2 separate regions of the Sus scrofa genome follow, and region 1 is linked to region 2. A link is a contact called in public HiChIP or PLAC-seq data. All regions are on one chromosome and are shown on one strand. Each heading gives the region's core, a stretch centred on a gene start, on an enhancer-like site or on the middle of the called end of the contact. The rest is flanking DNA. Distances are from core to core; before and after follow the strand shown.

The links. HiChIP or PLAC-seq counts read pairs in DNA pulled down with a chosen protein or histone mark.
Region 1: a contact with region 2 is called in an H3K27ac HiChIP or PLAC-seq map of alveolar macrophages. The contact joins two enhancer-like sites. A contact is called at or near these places in 1 of 47 Hi-C or Micro-C datasets (epiblast stem cells) and 1 of 2 datasets of contacts at active chromatin or transcription factors (alveolar macrophages).

What each region holds. Positions count from the first base shown.
Region 1 is chr2:60,156,216-60,161,234 of Sscrofa11.1, reverse strand. It overlaps COLGALT1 (procollagen galactosyltransferase 1), which reads left to right. Exons shown (of 13, transcript XM_003123493.6): 3 at 913-1,023; 4 at 2,233-2,350. Among named protein-coding and RNA genes, the nearest start is that of COLGALT1, 8.0 kb to the left of the region's middle. Within about 2 kb of position 2,739, at least 13 of the 83 cell types and tissues checked have an H3K27ac peak or open chromatin away from gene starts, as enhancers often do. A contact at or near this core is called in alveolar macrophages, where this site is marked.
Region 2 is chr2:59,962,827-59,968,281 of Sscrofa11.1, reverse strand. FCHO1 (F-BAR domain only protein 1) reads left to right here. Exons shown (of 28, transcript XM_013987487.2): 14 at 511-535; 15 at 994-1,051; 16 at 1,513-1,691; 17 at 1,779-1,803; 18 at 2,446-2,497; 19 at 3,069-3,160; 20 at 3,541-3,816. Among named protein-coding and RNA genes, the nearest start is that of B3GNT3, 13 kb to the right of the region's middle. Within about 2 kb of position 3,356, at least 20 of the 83 cell types and tissues checked have an H3K27ac peak or open chromatin away from gene starts, as enhancers often do. A contact at or near this core is called in alveolar macrophages, where this site is marked.

The DNA of each region.
Region 1 (5,019 bases), core at 1,490-3,989, 190 kb before region 2:
AACCACTGCGCCACCACGGGAACTCCGAAATGGAGATATTAATGTAATTCTTGTAGGGTTTGTCTCTGAGGATGAACCAGTTAATGAGTGTGAAGCCCTTGTGCTTGGCATCGTGGTTATTACTATCGTGGTTATTATTATCGTTGTTATTCTGTCATCACTGCTAAAGTTGTTGTAGACTAAATAACAATCTCATTTGGGAGAATAGCTCTCAGCTGCCTGGTCAAACTCTAGACTCCCAGATGTTCTTATTCCCTTCAGCTTGGGTAGTCCGAGCACACAGTTGGTGCTTAAGAAATGTTTGTGGAATTTCCTGTCATGGCTCAGCGGAAATGAATCTGACTAGCATCATTGGACGCAGGTTGGACCCCTGGCCTTGCTCAGTGGGTTAGGGATCCAGTGTTGCTGTAAGCTGTGGTGTTGTTCACAGACACGGCTCAGTTCTGGTGTTGCCGTGGCTGTGGTGTTAGACCAGTGGCTACAGCTCCAATTGGACCCCTAGCCTGGGAACCTAAAAAGAAAAAAAAAAAAAGAAATGTTTGTGGAATCAATGAGTGACCACAGCCCACTCTGAGGTGAATTGAGGAAGAGGGGCAGGGCTGTATGATGTATATATATTTTTATTAAATTACGTGTCTTTAATGGTGAATGTGGGTAGACGATCCTAGATGTCCCATAGTACTAACATCATCTATTGTGCTTTTGCGAAATTAGTTCATTTAATCCCCTCTGCTCCCTGTGAAGTGGGCCCTGTCCGCATCAGATGAGGAAATTGAGGCATGGTTGTGGGGAGCATCTTGCCCAGGGCTGTGAAGCTGATAGGAGGCCCAGCTGGGGCGTGGGAGCCCTTCTTGCCTCTCTGCTGCCCCTCTTGCCTCCCTAACTTTGCTCGCTGTCCTGCTCTGTCTGCAGGGTAGCCACAGACCACAACTCCGACAACACGTCAGCCGTGCTTCGGGAATGGTTGGTGGCCGTGAAAAGTTTGTACCACTCTGTAGAGTGGCGGCCAGCAGAGGAGCCCAGGTGAGCGCCAGATCTGTCCCTGATCCTCGCCTCCAGCTGGACTCGGCCGTACCCCTGCTCACACACCCTCCCTAACTCCCCATCATCTTGGGATAGACCCCAGCCCTCAGCTCCTGATGCTGTAGCCCAACTCTGCAGCCTCAGGCGCTGGCTTTGGCTACTCTTACCCCCAGTTCAGCCTCACAATGGGCCATAATCCTCCCTCTGGACTTTTACCCCAGACCTTTGCTACACCTGGAATTCCTTCATTCCCTGGCCTGGCTTTGTTCCCTGTCTCACTCAGGCCAGACACCAGCTCTGCTGCTTAGTTTCCCTGTGAACCCTGGGGTGATTTGGATCCTTGATTCTTTTTTTTTTTTTGGTCTTTTTTTTTGCCTTTTTCAGGGCTGCTCCCACAGCATATGGAGGTTCCCAAGCTAGGGGTCCAATCGGAGCTGTAGCCACTGGCGTACACCAGAGCCACAGCAACGTGGGATCCAAGCCACATCTGCGACCTACACCACAGCCCACGGCAATGCCGGATCCTTAACCCACTGAGCAAGGCCAGGGATCGAACCCGCAATCTCATGGTTCCTAGTCGGATTTGTTAACCACTGAGCCACAATGGGAACTCCGGATCCTTGATTCTTTTCACTCTTTTTTTTTTTTTTTCCCTTTATTTGGCCGCCCCATGGCACATGAAGTTCCTGAGCCAGGGGTCAAATCTGAGCCACACTTGCAGCCTATGCTGCAGCTGCGGCAACGCTGGATCCTTAACTGTGCCGGATCTGGTATCGAACCTTCATCCCAGTGCTCCAGAGACACTGCTGATTCTGTCCTGCCACAGTGGGAACTCCTCTTTTCACTCTTCAGGATTTCTTTCTTTACCCACTCGACGCCCAGGCCAGATTCAAAGTCTGGAAGTACAGGTTTCAGCTGTTCTGCTCTGTGTCTTCACCTCTCCCAGCGGCTTCTCCTCACCCTCAGGGGTGTCCCTGCAAAGCAGTAGAGACCCCTTTCCCTCTGGGCCTTTGCAGATGCTGTGCCCACTACCTGGGACACACCTCCGTCCTCCTATTTTCTCCTGGCTTCTTCCCAGCCTTCAGATCCAGCTTACACATCCCTTCCTCCAGGAAGCCCTCCCTGACCACCCCACATTCAGCCAGCTCGAGCCCTTTCTGGGCTCAGACGGTGCCCTGTGCTTCCCACATCCCAGCTGCCTCTCCGCAGGTCCTACCCAGACGAGGAGGGCCCCAAACACTGGTCTGACTCACGCTATGAGCATGTCATGAAGTTGCGCCAGGCAGCCCTGAAATCAGCCCGGGACATGTGGGCTGACTACATCCTGGTGAGTTTCTCAGCCAGCCAGCCACCCACCCATGCCAGCGGAAGGTCTCAGGTGTCCAGGAGGAGGGTGGAGTGGTGGGATGTGGAGACAAGCCCCATGTTACAGAGTTCGGGGGAGACTGAGACTCCAAGAGAGGATGTGCATTGTCGGAGGTAACACAGCCAGTTAGTGGAGAAACTGGGATTTGATCCTGGGCCACCTGGGTTCTTAATCATCAGGAACAAATGGGGTTTTGTATCCCCCTGTGGTTGGACCCTTGGGTCACTTCCTCTTTTATCACCATTGCCAGTGGTGTGAGATCTCGGTGGGGCCGTGATGATGACCTCTGGGTCACTCCAAGAAGCAGGAGGATAGGGTGGGGGATGTTGATGACACTGAGTTGCTGAGCCCTGACTTTCACTTCCTCCTCCTGGACCCCTGGGAGGAAGGGGCTAGTTAAGGTTTGAGTGCAATGTGGGGTACATGCTTAGGGGTCACGGGTCTTCTGCGAGCTCCTTGACCTGGGCATGGTCCCCCCTTGTGTGACAGAGTGGGCACGGTGGCTGGACCTGGCTTGCCGGTGGAGGTGGAATGCATTAATGCCCAGCCTGACAGTGCCTGCACAGTGGGTTCCCATCTATGCCCCAGACCCCCAGCTTTGGTCTCTACCTTCTTTATTTCTCAGTCAACATATGTCTGTCAGCTGCCCCCTGTGCCCTCTTCCTGCCAGGCCCTGGGGACCCAGTGAGGATTGGTGTCCCAGGAAAAGCGCTTGTAACCAGAAAACAAACAAAACTGAGTGAGGAAATACCAGAAGGCAACCCTTGCTGTGAAAGGCGCTTGATAGCGTATCAGCGTCCTGGAGCTGCTGTGACAAAGGTCACACCTTTGGGGGCTTAAAACAACACAAGGTGATTGTCTCTGAGGCCTGCGGTCTGAAATCCTGGTGTAGGCAGGTCTGCACTCTTGGGGAGGAAAGCTTCCTGGCTCCTTCCAGCCTTTGGGGGCACCAGCCCTTCCTTGGCTTGTGGCCACCTCACTTAAATCTCTGCTTTTGTGGTCACATGGGCTTTGTCCTCCCCTGCCACCCCTTTTTGGCCACCCCAAGGCATATGGAGTTCCTGGGTGGGGATCAGATCAGAGTTGCAACCTATGCGGCAGCAGCCACACCAGATCCTCTAAGCCACCATGTTAGGACTGGGGATCGAACCTTTGTCCTAGTGCTGCAGAGATGCTACAATCCCTTTGCGCCATAATGGGATCTCTTGGCTCCTCTCCTTATAAAGTCACCACTCATTGAATTCAGCACCCCTCCCCAAGCCGATATGGACTGCATCTTATTTTACATTAATCATATCTGCAAAGACCCTATTTCCAAATAAGTCACAGGTACCAGGGGTTAGGATTTTAGCATGTCTTTTTTGGGAGGAGTGGGGTCCACCTTTCAATGCACAGTAGGTGGCAGAACCAGGTGAGCAGGGTTGGGGGCCTCCTTTAGGAGGTGGCCCTCACAGACAAGGAACACAGGAGCCAGCCTCAGTGGGAGCTGGGCGCCAATGCGTGAGGCAGAGGGAACAGAGTAGGGAGCGGGCTTGGGGCATTCAGGGACCAGCGAAGAGGCCAGTGTAGCCAGAGTGCGGTGACAGAGCCGGCAGTGCTGAAGTGGCAGGTGGGGGCCAGACTCTGCAGGCCAAGGGAGGGATGTGGCTTTCATTCTGAGGGTAATGGGGAGCCTTGGAGGGTGTGTGAGCAGGGGAGGGCTCTGTTCTAATTTCTCATTTTCAGAAGTCCCTGTGACTGTCATGGCGAGTAGGGCTCATCAGAGCAGGAGTGGGGCAGTGTGAATCCAGGTGGGGGCCCATATGGGGCTGTGGGTTCCAGATGTGTTCTGAGGCCAAGGGGACAGGTCCTATGGGATATGTGGGTGCCTGAGCCTGGTGGGGAAGACAGAGCTATCTCCTGGAGGACGGAGGATGGAACAGGCTTCTTCCGGGGACCCCTGTGGTTGGTGCCTTATGAGACCATTTTATAGATGGGAAAGTAGACTGCCTGCTGGGTGGGGGTCTCAGAACCAGTGAGGCACAGACTTGCCAAAACAGTCCAGCGCAGATCACCTTGTCTCCCTCCCTGGGTTGTGCTTTCATGGTTCAGGGTTGCCTGGTTTTCACTTTTTTTTTCCTCTCAGCAAACCTGGTTGGAACCCAAGGTTTTGGTTCAAAACTCAAAGCAGTATTTGACACACCAGTATATTTTTGTAACCAGGGAGTCCACATTGGAATGTGAAATCATTTGTCTCGTGTTTTTAAATTATTATTTTATTTACTTATTTATTTGCTTTTTAGGGTTGCACTTGTGGCATATGGAGGGTCTCAGGTTAGGGGTTGAATTGGAGCTACAGCTGCCGGCCTACACCACAGCCACAGCAACACAGGATCTGAGACTCCTCTGTGACCTACACCACAGCTCACAGTAATTCGGGATTCTTAATCCACTGAGTGAGGCCACGGATCAAACCTGCGTTCTCATGAATACTAGTCGGGTTGGTTACTTTTGAGCCACAATGGGAACTCCTTAAATTATTATTAAAAAGGCCTCTTTTTTCCTCCTTTTTATAAACACTCTGGGTGTTACTTGTAAGAAATATATAAGAAACAACAAGAAGCTTAGGAAAGAAAGAAAGAAACAGATCT
Region 2 (5,455 bases), core at 2,107-4,606:
CCCAGCCAGGGTTACCCTTGTCCTGGCTGGCCCTGGATCTCTCCCTTTGCCCAGGCTCGCCTTACTGTTTCCCCTCCTACTCTAGCCTGGCAATTCTTACTTTGTCAAGCCCAGCCCAGCAGTCTCCCTTGCCCAAACTAGTACCAGATTCTTCCCTGTGCACATTCTCCCTGGCTAGCCCTGGTTACCCTTGCCCAGGCTAGCCCAGGATTCTTCTCTTTGGCAAGGCTGGCCTCGTTAAGTCCCTGCCAAGTTGAGCCCCTACATTCGGATGAATTCCAGGCCTTTTCCCCTTTCAAGCTGTTTGAGAGCACCCCCATGCTGGGTGGACTCTGGATTACCTACTCCCTGCCCCAAGCAAGCCCCAGGGTCCTGCCGCCTGCAGGGCTTGCTCAGGGCAGTATAGCAGCCCAGGGGCTGCCCCCAGATTCCATGTCCAGTGTTGGGGACTGAGGGAAGGGCCAGAGAAGGTGGGGGAGCTCACACTGACATCCCTTTCTCCATCCTCAGAGATTCCCTGGAGCCCGAATCAGGGGTGAGTGTCATGGGAGGGGCCAGGCTGTGTGGGAGGAGTTTCAGCCCCACCTCTCTCTCTCTCTCTCTTTCTCTCTCTCTCTCACACACACACACACACACACACACACACACACACATCCCCATCATCACAAACCTGGAAGCTAAGCATGGAGCTCAAGGGGCTAGAGGTAGCACAGCTTAGGGACCATGTTCAAATCCCACCTTGGACCATGTGGAAGGGACTGATGTCCTCACTCAGCCTCACTTTGCCCCTCTGTCCCACCTCCTCGGGACAGGTAGTGGCGTGTTCTGTCCCTCCAAGAACCTGCCCACACACTGCAGGAAGCTCGTTTATTTCCACGGGGGCATCTGGGTTGTTTTTCAGTCTGAATCAGGGCCCAGAGATGGGAGGGGGGCATGGCAGGATGAGATGGGAGGTTACCTGCATGAGAGCCTAACACCACTTGTCCCTCCCAGACGTGTCCAGAGGTGGATGAAGAAGGTTTCACTGTCCGGCCTGATGTGACCCAGAACAATATCCTCCTGGCGCCCTCTGGAGGGCAGTTGTTGGCACAGCAAGGACAAAGCTCTGTTCACAGTGATGGACCCACCATAGCAATCCTCTCTGTTCATCCAGGGGGGAGCCTCCGCTTGTGAGGCTCAAATTCACATGCAGGCACTGGCCCTGTGGGGTCAGGGCTGAGCAAAGGGGAGAGAGGGGGGCTCTCAGAGGGGGAGTGAAAAGAGGGCTTCCTGGGGGGGCGGTCACCAGTATTGGGGTTTAGCAGCTGAATAGGAGTTAACCAGTTATGGTAGGGCATGCATGTGTGAAGGCTTGTGGGGGGAGGGAAATGGCAAAAACATGGTGTCAAGGCAAGTGGTGAAGATGGAATTGTACAGTGTCTCAAAGGCTTTGAGCAGGAAGGAATGGATTTGAGGGCTGACTAGAGGGAGATTCCGTGTTGGGTTCCGCTTGGCCCCTTGACTTCAGTGAAAGCACCGAGGAGCCCTCCCGCTTCTCATCCAGCGACTCCGATTTCGATGATGAGGAGCCCCGCAAATTCTACGTGCACATCAAGCCTGCCCCAGCCCGGGCCCCAGCCTGCAGTCCGGAGGCAGCTGCAGCACAGCTCAGGGCCACAGCTGGCAGCCTCATCTTGCCTCCTGGCCCAGGGGTGAGGCCTTGGGGATTAGGCTGCTGAGCCCAGGGTGGGTGGGGCATGTTGGATGCCCCCGACCTGATGCCACCCCTTTGTCCACAGGGCACCATGAAACGCCATTCTTCACGTGAGTAGCCTGTTAAGGGGTCATCAGTTTGACGAGAAACACATGGAAGGGATGCTGGGCCTGGAGTGTGGGTGTGGGTTTGAGTCCCAGCTCTGCTGTGCGACTTGGGGCAGGCTGCTTACCCACTCTGATCTTAGCTTCCTTTTATAAAATGGGATCATTATGAGAATTAGATGAGAGCCAAAAGGGATAGCTTGGACTGGGAAAGAAGCCCAAATCTGGAGTTCCCATTGTGGTGCAGAGGAAACGAATCATCTGACTAGGAACCATGAGGTTGCGGGTTCGATCCCTGGCCTTGCTCAGTGGGTTAAGGATCCAGTGTTGCCATGAGCTGTGGTGTAGGTCGCAGATGCGGCTCGGATCTGGCATTGCTGTGGCTGTGGTGTAGGCCAGCAGCTGTAGCTCTGATTAAACCCCTAGCCTGAGAACCTCCGTATGCCGGGGGTGTGGCCTAAAAGGACAAAAGACAAAAAAAAAAAAAGAAAAAAGAAAAAAAAAGCCCAAATCTGCAGACATATTGGCTCAGAATCAAATCCCTCTCTGCTCTGCTGGTCAGCCCCAAGCCTTGGTCTGCTGGTCTGTGGCATGGGGAGCAGTGCAGACAGGGTGACAGGAAGACTGAAGGAGGTACATCTCTTACAGGAGACACTGCTGGGAAACCACAGAGGCCTCGATCTGCTCCAAGGGCTGGCAGGTAGGTTTCCATGGGGATGGGTCATTGGGTCAACATGAATGGACTGGGGAGGTGGGGGGGGAGGCGGGAGGTGGGGGCTGTCCCCACCTTTGTCCTCCTCCCCTACTGCCTCCCCCTGTCTCTGCCTCCCTTCTGTTACTCTGGCAAGGAATTAAGGCCATGCCATTTTTGAGGGACCACTTAGTCATTTGATGAACATTTATTGAGTGCCTGATATATACTTATGCTCTTCTGGGTTCTGGAGATAAATGACCAAGACAGGTCCTTCTTTGCAGAGTCACTTTCTAGTGGCTCAGATGTCACAAATAGTAAATAAGTTAGATCATATTCGATGCTTCCAATTGCTGTGAAGAAAACAAAGCAGGCAATGTGATGGAAAATAGGAGTGGTGGGGAGGGAGCAGGGGAAGTGCCGTGGACTTTGAGCTGAGCCCTGAAGAGGAGCAGGATGTGGCTGTAGGGAGAGCTGGGGGAACAGAGTTCAAGACCAAGAACAGCATGTGCAAAGGCCCTGAAGGGGGAGGAGGCACAGAAACAGTAGAACCCACCTCTCCTGTCGATTCCATCCCCAGCTGTGCCGAGAAACCGCCTTCTGATGAGCAGGTTTCCAAGAACCTCTTTGGGCCGCCGCTAGAGTCTGCCTTTGACCACGAAGATTTTACAGGTGATGAGGGTGGAGCTTCGGGGGCATGGGCGTGGCCAGCAGAAGAATGAGTGGGGCCACTGCACGGGTAGGAAGCTCGGGTAGGCGGGATGGTGAGCCAGGCTGGAGCGAGGACTTGGGTCAAAGTAAGGCTGGGCAGGGCGCAGCATGAATGGGCGGAGCCGGTGAGAAGGTGTGGCCTTTGTGGGAGTGGGGATAATTTGAATGGATGGGCGGGGCATCAGTGGCGACGAAAATAGGAGGGCGAGGGCGTGGCCTTGGGTGGGAAGGTGGGCACCCAATGAGGGCGGATCTTCCCCGACGTGGGCGTGACCTTCTGGAGAACTGACGGTACAAGTTTGAACTGGGTCTGGAGCTGGCTGCCCACTTCCCTCTCCCAGGCTCTAGCAGCCTCGGCTTCACCTCCAGCCCCTCGCCTTTCTCCTCCTCGTCGCCTGAGAATGTGGAGGACTCTGGCCTGGACTCACCGTCCCACGTGGCGCCTGGTCCCTCCCCGGATTCCTGGGTCCCCCGCCCGGGCACCCCACAAAGCCCACGTACCTGTAGGGCGCCGCCCCCGGAGTCGAGGGGGACACAGCCCCTGCCACCATCAGACTCGCCGCAGCCCCTTGCACCATCCCCGGGCCCCTGGGGGCTGGAGGCTATGGCTGGAGGAGGTGAGTGTGTCTGCCCCTAGTGTGAGAGTTCTCTGAGTCCTGATACTGGACTGAGCACCTAATGTGGCCAGGGCCTCAATTGGGGGGCGGGGGAGATGACACAGGGGAAACTCAAGCAGGCAGAAACCCTCACTCTTGCAGGGACAATAATGAGATGGCTATTTAACAAGGCATGAGTTGGCAGGGACCTGGTGAGGGCCTGGAAGGGTAGGGCCTCCCTGAAGAGGGAACATCTGAGCTGAGATTTGATGGAGGTGAGGATGGAGGTGAGGATGCAGCCATATGCACATGGGGGGAAGGGCATTCCCAGCAGAGGGCACAGCCCGTGCCAAGGCCCTGGGGTACAAGCAGGCTCTGCCCTTTGAGGAACAACAAGGAGGCTGGTATGGCTAGAACAGAGTGATGACAGGGAGAAGGAGGAAGAGAAGGGGGATGTGTCGGCAGGGAGATGGGACCAGGCAGAGCCTGGTGATCCCAGGGAGAAATGTGAGTTTTACACCTAGCAAGTTCAGAGCCACAGGGCGGAGGGCCTGAGGGCAGCTGAAAGGAGAGGGAAGGGCAGAAAGAGCAGGAAAGATGGGGCGGAAGAGCTGGGATGGGGGCATCTCCAGCCTGGGCCTTTGGATGTCAGGTGGAGGGTGGAGGCCAGGCTGGTGCACACCCTGGGGGCAGCTGTGGGATGTCATCAAGCTGAAGTGAGAGGGGAGGGTGCCCAGGGAGAGGAGAGGAGGGGAAAGGGCCCAGGAGGGAATGGGGGCAGGGCTAGAGCGAGGAGGAAAGAGGGAAGTGGTTAGGAGTTGGCTCCTGGGAGCCTGAGTCAGAAAGACCATGTGGGGTCTCCAGAAGTGGTGATGAGGTGCTTGGTACCATCCTTAGTTGAAGAAAAGGCCTCCTTGGAGCTGGTCCAAGGGAGGGCCCAGAGGAGTAAGTAAGAGTAGAGTTGTCTGAGCCTTGCTGTTGCACTAAGGTTCTCAACTGGGTCCGTTCTGCTCTCCCAGGTGACACTTGGCAGTATCACCACTGGGGGGCAGGGTGCACCTGACATCTGGGGTTGGGGGTGGAGGCCAGGGATGCTGTTTTATGGCCTAGAGTGTACAGGTGGCTCCACCACAGGAGAAGCATCCAACCCTGCTGAGAACCCTGGGGTAGAGAGCCCAGCCTGGGGTGTAGGTGGGAAGAGAGGCAGGTGAGTAAGCATTTGTAGATGGAGCAAAGCAGGGATGCTAGGGAAGCTGGAGAGCAAGGGGAACTGTGATTAGTTCATTTAGAAGAGTGTGACTCAGAAACAGGCCCAGGTGGGTGACTACCCTCATGTGCTCAGAGAGGATGAAGGTTGTGGAGTTGCTGAATGTTGGCCAAAAGGCCATTGCCAAATCCCCCTGTAGGGTGTCTGTCTCTTGAGCATCCAGCCCTTGCTTGCATACCCCCAGTGATGGGAGCTCACCCCTTATTGAGCCACTGGTTTGATGTCTGGGAGACTCAGGGTTGCAGCTGGTGTCTGCAGTCCTGTCCAGCACCTTCTCTGCAGCCCCAGGACTTCAGATCATCAGTGGGGGGAACGGGGGTGGGGTTCTTCCCCTATAAGCCCAACCCCCGCTTTGGGGCTAAGTTCCTCCCCTGGGGAGGCCCAAGAGGCCCA